Regions from separate parts of the Callithrix jacchus genome. Here region 2 is linked to region 1. Evidence: chromatin contacts called from public Hi-C data. All regions are on one chromosome and are shown on one strand. Each heading gives the region's core, a stretch centred on a gene start, on an enhancer-like site or on the middle of the called end of the contact. The rest is flanking DNA. Distances are from core to core; before and after follow the strand shown.

Evidence for each region. Hi-C and Micro-C count contacts between places; a contact is called where the count stands out from the background.
Region 2: a contact with region 1 is called in a Hi-C map of induced pluripotent stem cells, with 1.9 times the contacts expected there. The contact joins the enhancer-like site here to the promoter of SRSF10 in region 1. A contact is called at or near these places in 2 of 3 Hi-C or Micro-C datasets (induced pluripotent stem cells and skeletal muscle).

What each region holds. Positions count from the first base shown.
Region 1 is chr7:60,679,139-60,685,474 of calJac240_pri, reverse strand. SRSF10 (serine and arginine rich splicing factor 10) reads left to right here and starts at 2,470. Exons shown (of 7, transcript XM_078330732.1): 1 at 2,470-2,638; 2 at 3,956-4,120; 3 at 4,498-4,865. The coding sequence starts at 4,833. It also overlaps the pseudogene LOC108592415.
Region 2 is chr7:60,723,040-60,729,933 of calJac240_pri, reverse strand. No RefSeq gene overlaps it. Among named protein-coding and RNA genes, the nearest start is that of SRSF10, 43 kb to the right of the region's middle. Within about 2 kb of position 2,828, at least 5 of the 16 cell types and tissues checked have an H3K27ac peak or open chromatin away from gene starts, as enhancers often do.

The sequences.
Region 1 (6,336 bases), core at 1,221-3,720:
TAGTTGAATCCCTGCTACTTGCTTGGCACTGTGCCACACGCTGGAGGCATTCTAACTGGAGTTCCCTCTTCTCCAGAAGTTTACTCTTACGGAGCAGGAAATGGCTCTCAATAGGGTCTCCAAAGTCAAAACTATACTAAAGATTATTTGCTATTTTCTTGCTCATTCACTTACAAGCTGTTAAAAAACGCACGCTTTGAAAGAGGAGACTCCCCAAGCAGGCTTTGTGTGAGCAAAATAGCTGTTTATTTACCTGGGCACATGTGGGCTAAGGCAGAAAAGGGCGTTACCAAAGGGCGGTGGGATAGTTTTCTTTTTTTTTTTTCTTCGAAGAAAATCACTTTATTCTAATTAACTCACAAAGAATAAAATCATAACAGCTAGTTTAAGGAGACCACATAAACATTTGACCAACTCCAAATTCTACAGAGTAGGAACACTCCCTTCCATTTCAATTCTGAAGCAAGGAAGCTAGGAATGACAGGAGAGGTTTAACTGAGGGCTACACTTTTTACTTTCACTATCAATTAAATTTTTATATTAAATTAATTTGGTTATGAGAGCTGGTTTTCCATTTCTCCAGGCTGAACTTCTTGATTAGGTCAATCCGTTTGCAAGTCGGCACTGTTTCAGCCCTCACTGAAACCCTCACAGAGCTTGGTTCTGGGCACACTCCAAGAACTGTTTGATCTCATAGAGAAGCAAGGCTGCTGCTGATGTGCCGGCTGGGTTCCCTGAGGCTCCTGGTAAGTGATGTCAGGCCTCGCAGGCTTAGGATCACTTCCTCCACTGAAGCCCCCAGTAATGGCGTGGCCCAGTGTGTGCCCCACAGCAGAGCCCACAGCCACGCCAGCTGCGGTGGTTGCCATCTGGGACAGCAGACCTGGCTGCCAGGGCGCAGCAGCAGAGAGCCAACTGCAGAGGGGGGTGCCGCTACTGGTGGCTGAGCGGCTGGTGCTGGCCTGGGCGCAGCTCTCATCTGAGGGACCCGGCTGGCCGGAGGGGCCATGCGTGAGGTGGGGGAGCTAGGCCTTTAGACGTGCAATAACCAGGGAAGAGCTCAGCGGCTTCTCAGGAGTTGGTTTTATAGGTTGAGGGGAATCTTTTGGGGAGGGGGCAGGGGTGTTATGGAGTAGGATCAGTTACAGTGGGGGGGGAGGGGCAAGGAGTATACATTACTATAAATTCAGTTGTAATGGCGGGTGGGGTAAGAGTAGTTAAGATGGTAGGGTCGGGTGAGGAATATTCACACTATCATAGGAACAATTAAGGTGGCAGGGTGGGGTGAGAACCTTAAAGTCCGGGGGAAGCTCCTCTGGGCGATCAGGGATAATGGCGAACGCAGCGGGGTAAGTGGGAGGTAATCAGCCGAGGCAGGCAGGACTTTATAGACTCTCTGGGTCCAGGCTTGCACGTGGAGGCCTGACACGTGCAGGTGGTGTTTTCCAGAGGGTACATGTTGTGATGTGTGAAAAAGGGTAGTGGAGTGTGTCAAAGTTTTCTCCATTTTAAGTTCTCATTCAGTAACTACTTATTAACAGGTATAACCCATACTTAGGTATAACCCATTAATAGGTATAACCCATACTTTAAAAAAAAAAAAAAAAAGCTCTTTGGAATCTTCCATCAACTACCAAGAATATAAAGGGGTTCTGAGACAAAAAGTTTTGAGAACAGGGATGGGGGTTGCAAAAAGCAAAAAGTTTTTTCTGCAATACAGGTCCGATGCATACCCTGGAAGCCGTCAGCAACAACGAATACACTACAGATAACCACGGATCCTACAGTGTGAGGTTTGGTCCCACCCAGAAAGTTGGGAGCCAAATGCGTGGCTAAGTGGAGATGGCCAGGGTTTGGGTGAGGGGCAAAGGCGAGTTGAAAGCACTGGAGAGACAGGCCCGACTCTGTGCTAGGGAACACACCTCCTTCCTTTGCATACTTAATACAAGAAGCTATAAATCCTTCTCTTGCTGGTCAGGGCATAACCTGGACCAAACGGGAAATTTTATTTTATTTTTTTTATAACACCATGCCTCAAAAGTGCAACCAACAAACGGGAAATTTAAGGCAAAATAAGAGCAGAGCATAACTTGGACTAAAGGGAAAATTTAAGGCAGCCTCTCTAAATTACATAGCTTAAAAATCTGTCCACTTAGTAATAACTGCAAAGTTCGGCCTAAAGACTAAAACACATGCTTCCTGATTTGGGGGTGGAGATGAAGGGGAGTGCAAGAAGAAAAGGGCGGGAAAGTGAAGACCTAAAGAAAGAAATAACCGGCTAGGGGGAGGGGAAGAGGCACCACAAGAGGCCAATGAACGAGACCGAGGCTGAGACGCGTGCGCCAGTTCTCCGCATGCGCAGGCGCACGCCTGGTGATCTCGCGGGAAAGAACCGTTGCGGGCCCGGCTTTGCGCCGAGATAGGAGGGGGTGTGGAGGCGGGAGTGAAGTCTCGCGAGAAGAGGCGGTTGCCGTAGCGGAGCCCTCTGGCTGTGTGTGGCTGAGGTTTCGGCGCCGGAGTCGCGGACGGTCTGCTGAACCCGTTAGTGCGCCCGGCCGAGACACGCCGCCGCCATGTCTCGCTACCTGCGTCCCCCAAACACGTCTCTGTTCGTCAGGAACGTGGCCGACGACACCAGGTGGGTACAAGGCAGGTATTCCGAGCCTAGCGGGGAGGCCGCAGGCTCCCGGAGAGGACCCTGGCGGTGGCGGCACTGGGCCGGGGGAGGGGAAAGGGTGAAGATGGCGCGTCCGGCTCCCGCTTTGGCGCCGAACTAGGCCGCGTAGCCGGCCTCAGCCGCCGCATGGGAGCGAGGGCAGCGCCTCTGCCCTCACCCGACCGCGTGGCGGGGTTTTCCGAGCCCCCTCCCCCTCTGCAGTTCGCAGCCCCTTTCTCCCCGCTTCCTCCCGGCGCGGGCAGCCCCCGCCGTGGCCTTTCCGCCAGCCGACGGCCGCCCCCCATTGATTCGAAGTTCACGTTCTTCGGGGTGCACGCCCCCTTGGCCCAGAGATTTTTTTTTTTTCCAGCTAAGAGTGAGGTGAAATAACGGGATCGAGGGAGAGGAATGCTGCTTTTATCCTTTTTTTGTTGCCGTTGTTAATATTTGGGGTTTTTAATCAGATGGAGGTGTTTGGAGAAAGGGAACGTTGAGATTTGGGGAGTTAGATTCCTCCAGTTACTTGTTGCGAGTAGTTTTTCTTATTTCCTGGAAATTCTGGTCAGCCTTTGAAAAGGGAGGTTTAGGAAGCCTCAGTCATTAGGACGTTGACAACCAAATTAGATTATTTTAGACCTACCTTAAATAGGCTTTGTTCTCACCCATTCCCTTGTTTCGAGTTGCTTTCAGATTATTTTGGAAGAGATCTTAACTACAAATGAGGCTTCGTATTTCACAAATAATCTACACACAGAAAATACATGGTTTGGGTTTTTTGGTGTTTTTGTTGGGTTTATTTATTTTTTGCTAGCTTTGTGATCCTTTGTCTTAAATTTAAGCTGGAAAGACATAATAGTAATTACGTTAGCGTCTGGAGAAATTTTCCCTTTACGTCATTTTGACATTATTTAAGGCATTCGATATTTGTGACTTTTTCAGTCCGTATTTGCCTACTGTTAAGTGTCTAAACCTGTCGCTACAATTGGGGAGTAAAAATAAGTGCTTGGTGTTTTTCAAAGTACTGGAGTCGATTTGATGCTGTAAAAAGTAAAACAAAATAAAAAATAGCAGTGTTTACATACAACCTAATGCTGTTGTACCTTTTATGAAAAACGAAGGCTATAGATAAAAACAAAGGTCATTCCCTTGTACCTAATGTCTGCTGTTGTCCTGTTAATGTAAACTGCATTTTTATCTTTCAAATTCTTGAACCTAGCTTTCCTTTATCAAAAAGATATATTGCCTATACATCTTAAGGACTTGAACATAAAAATTTGAGGTCTTTTTATGATGTTTTAGGTCTGAAGATTTACGGCGTGAATTTGGTCGTTATGGTCCTATAGTTGATGTGTATGTTCCACTTGATTTCTACACTCGCCGTCCAAGAGGATTTGCTTATGTTCAATATCCTTTCTTCAGATGGCTGATTAGTGAGGGGTGTTGAAGTTTGAAATTCAAGTTTATGTAAGTGGTAACATCTAAAAAGTAGTTTGTTTTTGTCCTCTAATGTCTGTGTCTTCAAATTTTTGAAAATTAATTCTGACTCACACATTGCTCTTGTTATTTCTTAAAGTTAATTCAAAAATGGTAAAATATTTAAATTCCCATTCATGCTTCTGAAACTCAAATCAATGATTATATGTGTGATTTAAATTTGAATGCACTCTAGTTGCTACTACCTTTAAGTCCATTAAAAGTTAATATGTTCTTGTGCTTAGCAATTAAAATTTGGTATTCTTGTTTGTTAATTTGAATCACTTGATCAAAAACAAATTGTATAACAATGAGGTAAACTTCTTTAATATTGTCCCCTAATTTGCTGTCCTCTGTTGTTACCTCAGAGAATGTAAAGCTGTACAGTTATGGCGACCCCAAAGAGAAAGCATGAAAGAACCTTTAGAGTAGAGTTCAACACTTAAGGCAAGTAGACAAGCCAAAGACCTCTTAAGGATCAGGCTTGAAGAGAAGGGAGAGTTTGGGAAAAGAAAAAATAAAGAAAAGCTGGAAGAAGGACAAGCCTAATGGGAGACAAAGCCTCGCTTTATCTACAAAAGGGGGAAAAGGTTGTTTTTCAAAGTTAAAGATAAAGCCATCTGTCATATTTGGCCAAGCATCTCATGACAAGTCCTTCTGACAAGCACTTAAAGAGTTAAAGGTCAAGATGAAGTTGAATTGAATGATGGCCAAGATTAAAGGAGTCATACCTGATGTATCCTACAGAATAACTATTTTTCTTTTTTTTTCTTTTTTTTTTATATTTTGTAAGCAGTTAATTTTCAAAATCTGGTTTGGTCTAGTGACAAAACCTATAACTTGATTTGTGTGGGCCTTTGATGATGTGATTGTGGTCTTGTATAAATGCACTCTCTCTTAGTTTATCAAGTTAAAGTGTAACAGGATGTATATTGTTAAGATTAAATTCAGCATATTTTGGTTTTGGACCAGGTGGTCAGATGCCACGGAATAGCAGGCAGTGCTCTTTGGAGTAGCATGGGTTCTGGGGTTAAGCCACAGAGCCCTGCTTAAAGGAGAGACAGGTGTATGCACTGGGGACTACTTAGAAACAGCTTGGGTGGTCTTAAAGGGTCAGAGCCACTAGAAATTCTGTTTATATATAGATTTTAAAGTGCTTGCTGGGGACACACAAACCCTTAACTTCTGGAATTTAGCCCTGTGAAGACTGCTAGCCCTGTGCTGCTTTAGCGCAAATGATCAGTTGGCCCTGAATGAGTTGCAGAAGGCATTCTTCCTAATGTAGATGCCTAATTGGGACCGGTGAGAGACTGGTCCCTGACCCAGAGTTTCAGGTGATCTTACTTCCTCCTTTCAGTGTGAGATCATCTCCCTGCAACAAGGGTTTGGGTTTCGGACCACAAACTAGGAAAAATTCTTCCTGCTTAAATTCAGTGGGCCTCCTGAAACTTGTAATACATTAGTTGAGTCCTTGTGAGACAGGGAAAAGCCAAAAGCTACTCCTGCAGGGCCAGCGGTCAAGGACATTTGTGAGAATTGGTTGCAGACCTCCATTACAGAGAAGAGAATAGCCGTATCTGGCTTAGTAAATGAAGGTAGCAGTACATTCTGTCTTACAACATAAACCTAATTTTACCTAGTGTTGGGTGGCCCAGGAATCAAGGTCAATAGTAGTTTGATTCAAGAGTATGTGATACTTGAGGCAGAAAAGGGTAGTAATTCAAAGCAATCTAAAGGAGAATGATAATTTTTAATACATATTCAGTAAGTCTGTGGTCTTAAAATAGATGAAATAACAGGCTTATCAATTTCATTTTTGAAAAGACCATAAAGTACAAATTTCTCCATTACTGACATCAGAATGATACTTAGCTGCCTCTGCTGCTACTGTCTCTCTCTGACTCAATTCCCAGTTAGCCTTTTCTTCCTATCCGTGGCTTACCAAGTAAAGTAGAAACTTGCCATCAGCCCAGGATTCTGTTTTTTGAGGATAGCCCCAGAGAGGATGCTCTGCTCTCATTAATAATTTTTACGGCTCTCAATAGAAATCCTTTTTATACTTATATTCTGTCTCTTGGGGTAACAAAGTAGTATACCCATCAAGTGAACTTACTCCTTCTAATTAGAGTCCAGCTGCATTAACCTTGAGGGATGTTCAGTTACAGTATTCACGGTTCTAAAGTCCCCATCAGCCTTTGCCTTTTCAT
Region 2 (6,894 bases), core at 1,579-4,078, 44 kb before region 1:
AAAATTCACCAGGCATTGTGGAGCACCTGTAGTCCTAGCTATTTGGGAGGCTAAAGTGTGAGGATCACTTAAACTGGGAAGTCTGAGGCTGCATGAGCCATGATCGTGCCACTGCACTCCAGCCTGGGCAGCAGAGTAAGATCCTGACTCATAAAATAAAATAAAATCTGGCAGGGTGCAGTTGCTTATGCCTGTATCCTAGCATCTTGGGAGGCTGAGGCAGGAGGATCATCTGAGGGCAGAAGTTCGAGACCAGCCTGGCAACATGGTGAAACCCTGTCTCTACTAAAAATACAAAAATTAGCCAAGCATGGTGGCACACACCTGAAATTCCAGCTACTCAGGAGGCTGAGGTGGGAGAATCACTTGAACCCAGGAAATGGAGGTTGCAGTAGGCCGAAATGACACCACTGCACTCCAGCCTGGGTGACAGATTGAGGATCTGTCTCAACAAAAAATAAAATAAAAGCTAAAGCCTGAAAAAAAATTTATGTCTCAATAAATTCAGTGTGATGAAGTCCAGCAATTGCAGCTTCAAGACTGAGAGGACTGAGTCAAATTGTGGGGGGGGCACTTAGGTGTTGTGTCACTGAGAAGGGGCCCTGTTCCATGTCATGCTTGTTCCCTGGCCCATTCGCAAGGGTAAGAATGATGTCAGACCCCATCGAGACTCATTGAGGATCCAAGAGCAGAGAAGACCAAAGGCAGATGTTCTGGGAGGCTCCCACAGCTCAAGCTTTGGCCCTTTTACTTGCATTGGCCTCTCCCAATGCCCTGGACCTAATTTCACATTAACAGTTTCATTGTCTTTTTTTTTTTTTTTTTTTTTTTTCTGAAATGGAGTCTTGCTCTGACGCCCAGGCTGGAGTTCACTGGCACGATCTCGGCTCACTGCAACCTCTGCCTCCTGGTTTCAAGTGATTCTCCTACCTCAGCCTCCCGAGTAGCTGGGATTACAGGTGCACATCATCACACCCGGCTAATTTTTGTAGTTTTAGTAGAGCCAGGGTTTCACCATGTTGGTCAGGCTGGTCTCAAACTCCTGACCTCATGATCCACCTGCCTCGGCCATACAAAGTGCTAGGATTATAGGTGTGAGCCACCGCAGCTGACTAATGGTTTCCATTATCTTTAAAGAAGACCCCTAGAACTACATAAGCTTCAGGATCTGCCCCTGAAGAGGACCCAAGCCTCACTTCCTCAGAAAGAATCCCAGGACACTAGCCTGTTGGACGTAAGACCAGGAAGAGCAAAAACACCCTGGCTGAAACCGCAATCAAACAGCTCCCGGCCAAAGCCCCAGCTGACTGCAATTGCAAGTGATCTCGGACGAGACCAGCGGAAGAACCATCCATCAAATAGCTGACCCACACAGTCCTAAGCAAATAAGACAGTTGTTGTCATAAGCCACTAAATCCAAGAGTGTTTTGTTATACAGAAATAGATAACTGATGCAGTGAATTTGGACAAGTCATCAAAAAAAAAAAAGAATTTTTGGACGAGTCACTTTATTCACTCAAAATAATATTTACTGGGAAAAAGAAGTGAAGGGCGACAGAATACGCCACCACAAAATATGCCATTTTGGCTTAAGAATTATTTTGAGTTAGGGCCGGGCGCGGTGGCTCAAGCCTGTAATCCCAGCACTTTGGGAGGCCGAGGCAGGTGGATCACAATGTCAAGAGATCAAGACCATCCTGGTCAACATGATGAAACCCCGTCTCTACTAAAAATACAAAAAATTAGCTGGGCACGGTGGCACGTGCCTGTAATCCCAGCTACTCAGGACGCTGAGGCAGGAGAATTGCCTGAACCCAGGAGGCGGAGGTTGCCGTGAGCCGAGATTGTGCCATTGCACTCCAGCCTGGGTAACAAGAGTGAAACTCCATCTCAAAAAAAAAAAGAATAAAGGCATGAACACTGACACTTTTTCTTTCTAAAAGCAAATCCCCAGTGAAAGTTCTTCTTTCAGACCAGTCCAGTGGCTCACACCTATAATCCCAACACTTTGAGAGGTCAAGGCAGGAGGATCATTTGAGTCCAGGAGTTCAAGACCAGCCTTGGCAACATGGTGAAACCCCATCTCTATTAAAAATACAGAAATTAGCTGGGCATGGTGGCACATGCCTATCATTCCAGCCACAAGGGGGACTGAGGCACAAGAACTGCTTGAACCCAGGAGGCAGAGCTTGCAGTGAGCCAAGATCACACCACTGCACTCCAGCCTGGGCCACACAGCAAGACTTCATTTAAAAAAAAAAAAAGATGGGCGGGACACAGTGGCTCATGCCTATAATCCCAGCACTTTGGGAGGCTGAGGCGTGTGGATCACTTGAGGTCAGGAGTTTGAGACAAACCTGGCCAACATAATGAAACCCCCACACACACTAAAAAAAATACAAAAATTAGCCAGGCATGGTGGCAGGCACCCGTAATCCCAGCTACTCGGGAGGCTGAGGCAGGAGCATTGCTTGAACTCCGGAGGCGGAGGTTGCGGTGAGCCGAGATCATGTCACTGCACTCCAGTCAGGGCGACAAGAGTGAGACTCCATCCCCCTGCCCCAGCCACAAAAAAGAAAAATATCCTGTGTTAGCAAGACTCTCAAAGGCAAGCTCTGAATACGTCAACTGGAATGGCAAAACTGAAAGATGCTCTCCCAGTGCCTAAGCAAAGCTATTCTCAATCCTAAAGCTGGGGAGCCCTGGAGTACCCTCCCCAGAAGTCTTTCTTACCCAGGATTCAGTGTGCACAAATTCAAAGGCTGAGGGAGTGAGTAGGTTTCCTAACTCAGTTCTCCATGCCAAAGTTCATCCTCCCAGCTGAGAGCAGGCTAGAACTATTTCAGGCCCAACGTCAACATCCTTGAGAAGTTCTTATCTGGAAAGAGTGGGGAGGTTGCCATGGCAACCTTTCCCAGGCCCAGCCCTGGCAGCACTCCAAGGCACACAAATAAAGCCATTAGAATGTGGTGCAGAGCTCAGGGTGGGATAACTAGAAAGTTGCCAAGTTTCCATGAAAACCAAAAACATGAGGCCTCAGCTCCTGGAAGATGTCAGCAGGGAAGCTTGGGTCCTCACAGTGTCTACCCATTGAAATATAACACATTCCTCAACAGCACATATGTGCGTGCACACAGGATCACATGCACACGGCCTGCTTGGAGGACAGCGACACTGCTTCTTGAAAAAGAGGCTTGTTGAAAGGAGAGCACTGACCTTAGAGCCAGACAGAGATTCCAGTGCCCACCCTGACAATTCCTAGGAACCCCAGGCCTGTTTCTGAACAAATCCTCACCGCCACCTCTCTTGCCTTCTCCATGTGTTTGCTCCAGGGTCATCTTCACAAGACATTCCCGGTTCTCTCTCTCTCTTCTTTCTTTCTTTTTCTTTCTTCCTTCCTCTTCCTTCCCTTTCCTTTCCATCTTTCCTCCCTCCCTCCCTCCCTTCCTTCCTTCTTTCTTTCTTTCTTTTCTTCCTTCCTTCCTTTCTTTCCTGGCCAAAGAGTCTTGCTCTGTTGCCCAGGCTGGAGTACAATGGTACAATCTCAGCTCACTGTGACCTCCACATCCCAGGTTCAAGCGATTCTCCTGCCTCAGCCTCCCAAGTAGCTGGGATTATGGGCATGTGCTAATTTTGTACTTTTAGTAGAGACGGGGTTTCACCATGTTGGTCGGCTGGTTTTGAACTCCTGATCTCAGGTGATCCACCCACCTCAACCTCCCAAAGTGCTGGGATTACACGCGTGAGCCACCTAGCCCAGCCACCCTGGTGACTAAATAAAATTGCAGGCTGGGCACATTGGCTCATGCCTGTAATCCCAGCACTATGGGAGGCCAAGGTGGGTAGATTGCTTGAGGACAGGAATTCAAGACCAGTCTGACCAACAAGATGAAACCTCATCTCTACTAAAAAGACAAAAGTTACCAAGTGTGGTGATGCATGCCTATAATTCCAGGTACTTGGGAGGCTGAAGCAGGAGAATTGCTTGAACTCACGAGGCCGAGGTAGCAGTGAGCAGAGATTGTGCCACTGCACTCCAGCAAGATTTTGTCTCAAAAAAAAAAAAAAAATCAGGCCGGACACAGTGGCTCACACCTGTAATCCCAGCACTTTGGAAGACCAAGGCAGGTGGATCACAAGGTCAGGAGTTCGAGACCAGCCTGACCAGCATGGTGAAACCCCATCTCTCCTAAAAATAAAAAAATTAGCCAGGCATGGTGGCATGTGTCTATAGTCCCGGCTACTCAGGAGACTGAGGCAGGAGAATTGCTTGAACCCAGAAGGCAGAAGTTGCAGTGAGCTGAGATCGCACCATTGCACTCCAGCCTGGGCAACAGAGCAAGACTCCGTCTCAAAAAAAAAAATCAAATTGCAGCCTCCCCCACCCCCCAGATCCCACTCTTCTTTATTTTTCTCCATGCTCTTAGCACCATCTCACATACTCTGTATTTTACTTCCTTATCTTATTTATTGCCTTGTTAATGTCAGTTCCACAAGGACAGGAATTTTTGTCCATTTTGCCCATGCTCTATCTCCGATGCCTAGAACAGTGCCTGGCATGTAGTAGATGCATGAGGAACATTGTCGAGTAAATGCATGGACTTCTGCGAACATTAGTTTTGTCATTAGCCAAATAGGAATCATTGTACCACCAAAGGATTAATGTGAGGGTTGAAGGAGACACTATGCCATAAGTGCCCAGTCCTTAGGAGGGGTATTAGCGTCACTTCTGGTTACATCCTCCATGTGGTCAGGCCTCCTCATCACCTTTCTTTAGTACATAGATCGAATTTAAAAACAATTTTCATGGAATCTTACTTTCTGTCTGGGTAGGGGTATACCTGACCGCTGAGCCCAAGAACTTATCTGTGTCCTAGTCCTGCAAAACTACTAGACATTAAGCCATGTGTGGTGGCTCACACCTTTGGGAGGCCGAGGCAGATGAATCACAAGGTCAGGAGTTCGACACCAGCCTGGCCAACATGGGGAAACCCTTTTACTAAAAATACAAAAATTAGCCAGGCATGGTGGTGGACACCTATAATCCCAGCTACTCGAGAGGCTGAGGCAGGAGGATTGCTAGAACTTGGGAAGCAGAGGTTGCAGTGACCCAAGATCACACCATTGCAATCCAGTCTCGGTGACAGAGTGAGACCCCACCTCAAAGAAACAAACAAACAAACAAAAACCACTAGACATTAAAGACAGTGGAATCAGAGATTCAGTCCACAAAGAATTTTACCCTAAATATTTGTTAGGAGACTGTGTAAATGAACTAGTTCATTAATAGGAAAGCACATCTCCAAAAATACAAAGATTTCAACAAGCAGGAAATGTTTCACCTGTGAAAGGAGAGAACAGGTTATTTCTTGCATCCTTAACACATAACAGGTGGTGTGTTAGGCACCTGACATGTCTTTTGTCATTTCCTTCTGTGTCAACCTTATAAGTAAGATATTTAAAAATGAAGAAACTGATCAGGTGCAGTGGCTCACACCTGTAACCCTAGCACTTTGGGAGGCCGAGGCAGGCAGATCACTTGAGGTCAGGAGTTCAAAACCGGCCTGGTCAACATGATGAAACTCCATCTCCACTAACAATACAAAAAAATTGGCCAGGCGCCTGAAATCCCAGCTACCTGGGAGGCTGAAGCAGTGGAATTGCTTTAACCTGGGAGACAGAGGTTGCAGTAAGCCAAGATTGTGCCACTGCACTCCAGCTCGGGTGACAGAGCAAGACTCTGTCTCAAAAACAAAATAAGAATGAAGAAACTGAGGCATAGAGGTTATGAAAGTGGCCTGAAGTTTCACAGTGGTAAGCGGTGCAGCAGGAGTTGAACCCAGAATCAATCAAGCCCTGAAGCCTGTGTTCTTCCTATTGTCTCACCCACCTTCTTTGAAAACTCATTTAATAAGAGGCCTCCGCCAAACTAGGAGTTTGGATGTATTCTGTAAAATACATGCTAAATGCAATGCAATTCTAAAAATAAAAAAGCAACTGAGTGTAAGTATTTGGGATCTACTAAGGAAGCAGAAATTATTCCTGCCAGAGATAAATCAGAAAAGCTACAGAGAAGAGATGGCACTTCCTCCCGGCCTAAATGCTTTAGAGACTTGTATTCCATTAACTCATCTTCACAGAGTTTATCGCTGGCTTTTGGTTCTGACACGTGACTGTGAACAGCAGCCTCTACTTACATGAGTTTTCCATCTTGTCATATTTTCAGCAGGTCAGACCTTTGGGATCCTTTATTTTTACTTATAGCCTTTTGCATCACGTGATTGCAGGACTTTCGCATGTTCTGGCAACGGGCAGTGTCTGGGGGATGGGAGTCTCTAAGCACTACAAATCTTTTTTTTTTTTTGAGATGGAGTTTCGCTCTTGTTACCCAGGCTGGAGTGCAATGGCACGATCTCAGTTCACCGACACCTCAGCCTCCTGGGTTCAGGGATTCTCCTGCCTCAGCCTCCCGAGTAGCTGGGACTACAGGCTCACACCACCATGCCTAGCTAATTTTGTATTTTTAGTAGAGACGGTGTTTCACCTTGTTGACCAGGATGGTCTCGATCTCTTGACCTTGTGATCCACCCGCCTTGGCCTCCCAAAGTGCTGGGATTATAGGCGTGAACCACCACGCCTGGCGGCACTACAAATCTTTGAGAAAGAGGATATGGGGCCAGGCAAGGTGGCTCATGACTGTAATCCCAGCACTTTGGGAGGCCAAGACAGGTGGATCACGAGTTTCAGAGTTCAAGACCAGCCTAACCAACATGATGAAACCTCGTCTCTACTAAAAATACAAAAAATTAGCCAGGTGTGGTGACACGCAACTCTAGTCCCAGCTACTCAGGAGGCTGAGGCAGGAGAATCCCTTGAACCTGGGAAGTGTAGGTT